Regions from separate parts of the Anas platyrhynchos genome. Here region 2 is linked to region 1. Evidence: chromatin contacts called from public Hi-C data. All regions are on one chromosome and are shown on one strand. Each heading gives the region's core, a stretch centred on a gene start, on an enhancer-like site or on the middle of the called end of the contact. The rest is flanking DNA. Distances are from core to core; before and after follow the strand shown. Region 1 overlaps ARHGAP22 (Rho GTPase activating protein 22). Region 2 overlaps ARHGAP22 (Rho GTPase activating protein 22).

Region 1 (4,525 bases), core at 1,073-3,572:
GAATCTTGGATTTCATTTTTAGGAAATGTAACAGAGTAAGCAGGATCCAAGTCAACTAGAAATTCAAAACACTGAAGATAAATTATATATGTGTTTATATGTATCTGTTTATATGTAGAGAGAAAGAGAGAGTGATTTTTATTCCAGTCTTATCATATTCTGTAGTCTAAGTAGGGCTTTGTAAGGGATTGAGAATTGTTTGATATCAGGAGATAAAGTGATATCAGTGGTGTGTAGCTATATTGCGCCATGTTACATCCTTCTCACAGGACACCTATATCTGCCAAGTGACCATCTGCAGGGAACCATACCAAAGCAGCTGCCCTTTCCTGTTTTGGTAGTGATGCTCACATGAGCAAGCATGTGTTCCTTCGGCCTTTTTTTCCTCACCAAGGCTCTTTCTTTGGAGAAGAGTTTACATCATCTTTATCATCTCTCATGCAACTCAGGGTATTCTTATATGCCATGCTGATGTCTAATCATGCTTTGAGTCATGCTGTGCCCTTGGCTGCAGAGAAGCTGTGAATTTCACAGGTTAATTACACTTCAGGTACAACAGCATCCATGTTAAACAAGCTGACTTTCCATTTAATTGGATGCCCTCTTTGTTCTTGTGTTTTAAGAGATGGAAAACAGAAATGGAGAAGTGAATGGAAGAATAAAAGTCTGCATTTGCTATCTCCTAGGCTTCTATCCCAAACTTTGAGTCCCAGGCTCCATAATGGTATTAGCAGATGTGACACATTTTGAGGCATCATTCCAGGGAATAGTGCCAAAAATCCTGATGGTGTCTCAGCCATTCAGCAGGGGATTGGTCCTGCTCACTGGTTAGCAGTGCAGGCAGGTTCTCCCTAACTTGCAGCCTGCTGTGCTCACCACAGGGGAATAGAGGACAATAAAAGTGTGAAGAATACCCAGGATCTCATTTTTACCTTTTATTTAAGGGTCTCTATTGCTTACCAGATGTTCTTTAGTGGGTTATAGGTATTGTCTAGTGTTTTGTCTGGGTTTCTGGTGTCAAGTTGTGAAATACCTTGTTATTCAGGTTATACCTTGAATACTTAAGGAATACCAAGCTACCTTGCTATTCGAGAACTGAGGCTTTTGATCCTGGTATTGCCTTTACCTGAAGTAAGACAGTCATTTTTTCAGGAGCTTTTGATCACAGTAGAGGATTTAGAGAGAGAGTTTGATAGCAAGTTTCCCAAGTCGTGAGACAACACTGTCCCAGTGACTGGAATCTCAGAGCTTGACCACCAGCTCAGTATCCCCTCTGTGGTGTGTTTAAACTCAGTCACAGTGTAGTTAAGCAAGTGGTAAGCCAGTAAGTTCAGATGAGTGTGGTCTCTACAGTAGCCACAGATGTGATATTTTAATAGTAGAAGTGCATGAGCAGCTGCAAAGAGCAATGCATGTGTGTATACACCTATTTATTTTCTGCAGAGGGAGATGCAGCTACCCAAACTCCATGAAACTTCCCAGAAGGTAGGTGCAAAGGTTCTGGGCGGTGACTGCTGCGTGCCTGTAGTCACAGGATTGTGTTTTGTAAATGGGATAGAGGGCTGACCTCAGCGTAACTGCAACTATCACGGTGTGATAGGCATTTTTCTGAACTGCAGGCCACTTAACCTTGGAGCAGGACCTGAGGGGGTGAGCATTTTCCTGCAGGTAAGTCCTGGGGGTGGCTCACATGTAAAGAGCTTTAAGTTCCTTCCCCTACCAGTTACTCAGCTGAGCTGTTTGTCATGAGGCAACTTCTCTGTGAAGGGCTAAAGCAGAGGCTGTACGCACAAAAAAAGCGGCACTAGGTCAAAGATTGTGGCTCGTCCTAAGCTATGTAAAACTTCAGAGCCTGCTGAGGCTGCGGGGGGGCTGTGCCCCTCCACTACAAGACTGCTTCTGGTGCTTTGCAAGCAGCTCAAAGGCCAGACCAGGGAACTGGGTTGCCTGCAGCACAGCTAATGCTGCCTGTGTCAGGAAGGGATCCAGAGAGTGGCATGCAGACAGCAACTGTTGCTCAGCTTTTCCAGCTATCTAGAATAGATCTGACAAGCAATTAGAGCATGAATATATTACAGAGCCGATGGGGGATGCCTTTGTTAAAACTTGTGACCCATACTTAGGTGCTGTTTATATTGGCGGCAGCTTCGAGGGTGGGCAAGACCCTACCTGCCTGTCTTTCTCCTCTCTCCTTCCCCTTGCGGAGGGAGCTGGGGAGCTCTGCATCTCATTGGATATTTCAAATGCTTTCTGCACAAGTCATAATTAATGACGAGTTGTGGAGCTAAGACCAGATGTGCTGCTGAGATTATCTCCCAGGGCAGATCGGCTGCTCTCCGCTCTGTAGCGCTGGGTGAATGGAAAGCTGCCAGTGCTGGGACTCAGAATGTGTCTGATGCCTGAAGTCAGGACTTTCTTTCTCTGCCGCTCCTGCTGTCTGACACTGCCTGGTTTCTGCTTGAAGCTCAGCGCCTGTCATGTAGCAGAGTGCTGCACAAGAACGAGAGGTATGAGATGATTTTCCAGAGTTTAGATTTGTTATGGTTTTCTTTTCCTAGAAGAAAAGCAGATATTTGAGCTTAGCCTCAGACAGAGGCTACACATCTAAATAAAGCAGCTGTCTTTATAAAGGGGAAGGAGTGGGAAGGATCCAGCCTATGGCCAAAAATACTACTGAATGCCAAGCTATCATTGAAGATGTTTCGGGGGAAGTGTGTTTGTGCTTGTTTTTACACAGAATATTTAAATAAATACATAGGTGGACGAGAGCAGTCATGCCCCCGTATGTGGAGGCTGATCTTTGTGGGGAATGGGGTTAGAAGACACCGGGTTCTGCCACAGACTCATTTGTGTGACCTTGGGTGAGTTAGTTACTCAGATTTGTGTTTGATTCCTGATTATCTGTCGCTTCCTTTTCTTTCCCCCATTTTTGCGTGCTTTGTCTGGCTGGGCTGTTTGGTTGTCAGGGACTGCATTTGGGGGCTTCCACAGCTCCTAGCCAGGACCTCGATTCTCTGTGCTGCTGCAGTCATTCATGGGGTGTGCTTGGGTGGGCCAGGGAAGGGGAAGAGAGAGCTGCAAGTTTGTGTGTGCTTGGTGCTATGAAAGCGTATGCGTTTCTGAATGTCTGCCCATGACTTTTTTCTCAGTGCTTTCATGTGTGAGAGGGACAGATAAATGGGAGCCTAAGCATGAATGTGGGAAGGTAAAAGCAGACTCTTACCTGTGCAGGTGAGCACGTACACAACCTTTGCATCCATAAACTGCCTGTCTGTGAGGCACCGCATGCACGCGCGGGTGTATATACTGCTGTACAGCAGCATCCAGGTGTGTGCTGATTATCTTCCTGCACATCTTTTAACGTGTGTACTAACCTGTACATACAGCTGATGTAGGTGTGTCTGGACTTTTCCCTCTTTAAGCACGTATGGTGTCCTCAGTCCTCTCTGTAAAGAAAATCTACTCAAGCGCTGACTTTATTATCTCTGTCTTTAGTTTATTTTGGTTGAAATCAGAGCTCTGATGAGGAAAAATGAAGCTGGGAGCATATATTTTCCTGCCCACAGCATGTCCAGACAGCATAGTTGAATGTATAGGCTTTGTATGCCTGGAGCTGGTGGGTGAGCTATTCAGGCCAGGACAGAAAGCCTGTCTGTGTCTTCGTACATCATTCCTGGCTCGCTTTTTCCACAAAGAGCCACCTAAATCTTTAAAGAACAGAGACAGCTTGTTGGAGTGGAGGAAAGAAATCCTGGAGCTCTGCTAGCCAATTTTTTTAGTATCTCTTGAATCTTTCTGAGATTCAGGATGTGGTCCCAGGCTCACTCTTTTTTTTTTTCTTTTTTTTTTTCTTTTTCTCTGCTCTCAAACCAAACAAACAGGCCTAGCTGTAGATAAGAGTGCAACAAGGAAAATTAACCCTTGGGTTGCTAGGAGCTTTTGGCTTTATTTCCAGCCTACCCCTGTCCAGGCATGTGACCGGATGGCACTGGCTCCCCTTCTTCTGAATGAAGAGAAAGACTTTAATGTCTTCCAGCAGGATCATCAAATGGAGTGAAACGCTGCCAAGTTCAGCCTGAGCTACAGGCCCTGTGATTGAAACCAGGCCTGTGCCTCAAGGAGCCAGCAGATGAGGCTGTGTGCGACTGGCTCCACATTAGCTTTTCCTTGCAAAGCAGGACAGTCCCTGTCCAGACCAGCAATGCCATCTTGTCTGGTGGTTTCAGAGACGTTTAACTTCCTCAGTTTTACAAACCCTTCTGAAACATAGCTGAAATGAGGTGAGCTTTATAGAGCTAGCAGGATGCCACCTCCTCAGTCAGCCATATTTTGCTGTGAGAGACTGAAGTAGGTGAATCTGTGTGTCTCCTGCCTGCGTGGCTGGGAGAGCCCTCATGGTAATTTTCCTGAAGGGTCACTTTGTCAAGCCTTGCAGCAGATGCCTGGAAGAAACATTTCTGCAAGTCCAGGACTTGCGGCTCCAACATGCCTTTGATAGTCCCTTCCCAGCCTTTCTCCAAAGATA
Region 2 (4,525 bases), core at 1,371-3,870, 43 kb before region 1:
AGGCAAGAAACTGTTGTTGTGGCTTCCAGCAGGGGCTCCCAGCAGGCAGAGAGAAGATGGGAGGTAGGGGAGGCATCTGAAAGTGGGAAGGGAGTCAGAGCTGGGGAAAAGATGGATTCCACATTGAATCATAATCGGTCTGTTCAGTTGGTTTCCTGTGGTGCTGCATTTTGTGTAAGCCCAAAATGCAACCCCAGTTGCTCGTGATGGGAGAAATCTTGCAGGAACTAAAGGTAGCCTTACCCAGCTGCTTTATGTTAGCCTGCATATATGCTGTATAATAACAGAACAGCCAGTAATGCTTTCATGGTAAAATTGCTTTTTTTGTAGGTGGCATTCAAAAGATTATGTGGAGCTTGTTATAGGAAATCTGTCAAAAGGAAAACAAGTATGGAAACAGGTTTTTTCTTAAGGGACCAAGCCGTATTGATTATCTTTTGAAGAAAAAATTAGATTCACTTAGCCAATTATCAGAACGTTTATAGTGTCCAAGCTAGAAGGCTCTAAGCTTAAAGATGAGATGTTACATTTTCCCATATGTAACAAAGATTCAGCCCGTACTTTCACCACAGAATGGGTCTCGCAGTTACCTGTAGAGTTGTGACCAGTGTCGCCACTCAAATGATCTGTGCTCCTGTTGTGAAAGCAAGCCAGGCTTGACTCTTCTTTAAGCTTCACATCTGCTGAGCACTGGCTATTGCTATTTTCAGTCTTTTTTTTTTTTTTTCCTTCTTGCAAAACACCAAGAAAACCACTACTGAGCCCTGGGGAAGGTTCCAGTAGCTGGGCAAGATGCAATTCCTTTTAGTAATGATCAGAACACTATAAGAGCCTGCCTTCTTTTCCTTATATGCTTTTTTTTGAAATCCTTGTCGGAAAAAAGGAAACAGGGCTGAGGCAATGAGGTTGAGTGGTGGGGCATTGAATCGCTGCCTGTATGACGGTGATGTGTTGAGTTTGGGGACAGGATTAAGGCCAGGGGAGTGCTGTGTCCCTGTTCTGCCCAGCACATCACAGCTTCTCCTTTTGTTGGTAGCTCTGTGTCCAGCCCATACCCCCTGCAGGGGGGAGGGTCATGGATCTCCAGTCCTAGTCAGCTGATAATTCTGTTGAAAACAAACTTCAACAGACATCTGTTTTTCATAGAAATCAGTCGTCTTGAAATATAACAAAAATCATTTGTTTCAGACACAAATGGCAAGGAAAGAGTCCTGGCCATAAGTCTGGGAAGGTGTTGAGCTGGGCATACAGCATGTAGCTGTGTGGCAGCATGCAGGTTCACGTGTAACGTGTTGGGAGAGGGTTGATGCTGTGAGGTCTACTATTTTGCAGCCTAAATAGTACTTTCTTTACTGCTTTTATCACATACAAATTCCTTCCTAATTAGCCATTCTCTGTCATCTCTTATTGTTGCCAGGATTCATTTTTCCATAACGTATGCATTGTTTTCACATAATACGTTGTTTTTAATGGGCTGTGCATATCTCCCGTGGCTATTTCTGTCTTTGTAACCAATCTAGCATTCTTTGTTCTGCTTCTGTCACTGCAGCTTGCAGCACTGTGACCATCTTCACATGCTCTTAATGCTTTTCTACTTACCAATCTTTATAAAGATATTACCTGAACACTAAATAAAACATTACAAGGTGTATTCTCTAGGGAGAGAGAAATGATGGATGATTCTAAATGGAGTAGACCTTAATGCAAAAACAAATGTAGGTATGACACCAGAAGCACAGCTGTACTAGAACGTCTTCCTGCATGTACTGTGAAGAGAGACTTAATGTGTACAAAAGAGCTGAGAGTCTGAGGCTGTTTCAAGAATTTAATATAATTTTAGAGCTGCTAGTATCAAGGATGTAGCCATATGATACAGGCGCTGTTCTGATGGTTCAAACTTATCAAAAAAACTACTAACAACACCACCAAAACACCCCCCTTTGTCCTCCTCTGTCCCTGAAGGTTTTAAACCTGCAAGCCTTATTTTAACACCAATATGGCCTGCTTATATCATTCCAAATTTATATTGGATTCGGCATCTTGTGTCTTGCAGCTGGCTTAAAGCTGATGTAAACTCTACTCTGCTCTCGCTCATTTGACAGAAATGTGATTGTGTCCATGCCTGATCTAGCTCAGTCATGCCTTTTTAAGTGATTCTGTAGCTTACAGAGCCAGCATTAATTGATGTGGAACCTCTGCCATATTAAGCAAGACAGAAATAGGAAGTTGTCATCTTCTCCATTTCGCGTGTGGGGAGCTACAGCAAGGGAACGAAGCTGGGTTCCAGCAGAGTGCAGAGCTGGGCAGCCCGTCAGCCCCTCTTGCTCTGCCGCTGGCTCTGCACAGGGCTGCTCTAGCGCAGTGTTCTGGGCCAGGTGAACCTTTTCAATGAGCCTTTCTGGTAGTTTGGAGCCCCGTGACAGTTTGTTTTGCAGACGATGTGAGTTACTGCTATAAGGAATTTAGGAGCTGTGGGATATGGTACTCAAGTGAGCTCCAAGCATGTTGTTCCTGCTATGTTTTTTTTCCCCTCTGCTTATTTTCCAGTCTCCGTGTAGCAAACCAGTCTGTTTTGTCTGGAGTGCTTTGCCCTTTGTAAGCCAACACTGCCTCTGAAATGTTTCCCATCTCCTGTTGAGTAGTGATTAGTCCTCTTCCTACTATTTATATTTCTGCTTGGATCAAGGGTCTGTCTCAGGCCAGTAATGGCATGGATTATTCCTCTTTCCTTTTGTGCCTGCTTGTAAAAATACAGATGGTGATGATGTTAAGCTTTATAATTAGCTCGAGATTTTGTACTTAATGGGAATGTAAGCTTGATCCCAGTGTTCAGAGGAACTGCCAACCAAAGATTCTCTTTTATAGCAGGGTTAGTGCAGGGTCTATACAACAAACGTAGTGTTATGTGCGTGGGTCATCACGGCAAAATGGGGGAATCCAGTTATTGTGCCAGCATTATGCTAGGTCGGGAAGGCCCAACCGGCACCTTCAGCCGGGTTTAGTGGGGCCCTGGAGTGGGCCATACACTAAGCAGATCTCTCAGCCTTCCCAGACTGCGAATTGGCCACAGGCCTTGAGAATTCACTTGTGGGAATAGCTGTAGAGAAAAATGCTGAGGAAAAAGTTGTTGGTGCTTTAGAAGACAGCAGGAGAGACCTGAGAGCTGGTTGAGAGGAGTGGCAGGTGAGAAGGCTCAATTTCCTGCTCTGGTTGCCATCTCCAAAGGATGGGTTGCAGAGGTGGTCTGCTCTCTCCATCTCTGCTACCTGTCTGACCCAGCCAGGCTCTCCACACTTAACTCCGTCACACCAGGGCAGAACAATTTGGGCAGCTATCAGGACTGGGTGGGAATGGCAGATCCTAGATCTTTCCCAGGTGAGGCAGTCCTTGCTGCCCAGGGCTAGCCAGCCAGCTGGGAGACATAGGCAGCCCTCTGCACACAGGTAGGTTTTTGGCAAAGTTATGGGCAACTGAAAGGAGTCTTGCAGTGGCTAAGGCAGGGCAGGCAGCCACAAGGAAGCAGTGTTTCCAGCACAACAGTAACTCAAAATGCTTTCATTTAAGCAACAGGGTTGGAGACAGAAAAGTTGGGCAATGTCAATTTTAACCCCAGCTCTCTTTCTCAGTGTGTTAGTTACCTGGTTGCTTAAGTTTGATGTTCTGATCCAGAGCCATCGTTCCCCACTCCTTTCATGTCAGTGCAGTGGACAGTTTCAGGAACAGCAGATGTGGCTTCCATAATGGTTCTGTGACCACATGTAGTGGATTGGTGGTGCAGCACGGTGTGTGTTTTATACTGTCAGCTGCTTTACAGCATCAAAATAGGAAGTCTGAAGCATTCTCAGCTAGTGTACTACTCATTGTCATTCTAGTGACAAAAAAAGATCTAAGGAGACAAGAAGACTTCAGAAAGTGTTCTCACACTTTGGCTGCAGCAGCATGTTTAGAGCTCCTAAAAATAGCCAGCTATGGCTCAGGGCCATGAGTGGCAGGACTGAAGATGCAGACATCCTAGCGCTGCACTCTGAAACCTTGCTGTATACTTATACTGGAGAAATGGGGAAGAAATGGCAATGCAAAGAATCTAAATGAAGAGGGTAGAAAATCATCATTTTTGGCAGCTGTAGGGAATAGTTGTCCCTGCTCTGAGGTTGATATTTATCGTGCTGCCACTGCTGCTTGTGGGTGATAGGGTGGCTAAACGTGATACCTGGATGTTTGTTGCTAATCACTTGCATACAAATCATCTTAATCTGTTAGATGAGGATATTTATGTCAGCACTGGTGGGTTTCAGAGTTAACATCACAAGTCCTGGCTTCCCAAGCGATCCTGAGTGCATTGGCTCCAGGTATATGGGTATGGTTTTCTGCCATGCAATGGGAGAGAGAGGTTGGAGGAGTTGAATGCAGTTTAAAGCAAAATGATGGTGAATTCACATGTAGTAAATCAAGCTTTTCATTTAGCATATTCAACATGAAAAGTGAAAAGACTTTCACTGCCTAGGGATGAATGAATAAAGCAAAG

What was found. Hi-C and Micro-C count contacts between places; a contact is called where the count stands out from the background.
Region 2: a contact with region 1 is called in a Hi-C map of skeletal muscle, with 1.5 times the contacts expected there. The contact joins two enhancer-like sites. A contact is called at or near these places in 2 of 8 Hi-C or Micro-C datasets (skeletal muscle and small yellow follicle).

The regions. Positions count from the first base shown.
Region 1 is chr6:22,284,823-22,289,347 of IASCAAS_PekinDuck_T2T, reverse strand. The region is part of intron 4 of ARHGAP22 (Rho GTPase activating protein 22); the gene reads left to right. Among named protein-coding and RNA genes, the nearest start is that of MAPK8, 81 kb to the right of the region's middle. Within about 2 kb of position 2,322, at least 8 of the 8 cell types and tissues checked have an H3K27ac peak or open chromatin away from gene starts, as enhancers often do.
Region 2 is chr6:22,328,541-22,333,065 of IASCAAS_PekinDuck_T2T, reverse strand. All of the region lies in intron 3 of ARHGAP22 (Rho GTPase activating protein 22), which reads left to right. Among named protein-coding and RNA genes, the nearest start is that of WDFY4, 41 kb to the left of the region's middle. Within about 2 kb of position 2,620, at least 2 of the 8 cell types and tissues checked have an H3K27ac peak or open chromatin away from gene starts, as enhancers often do.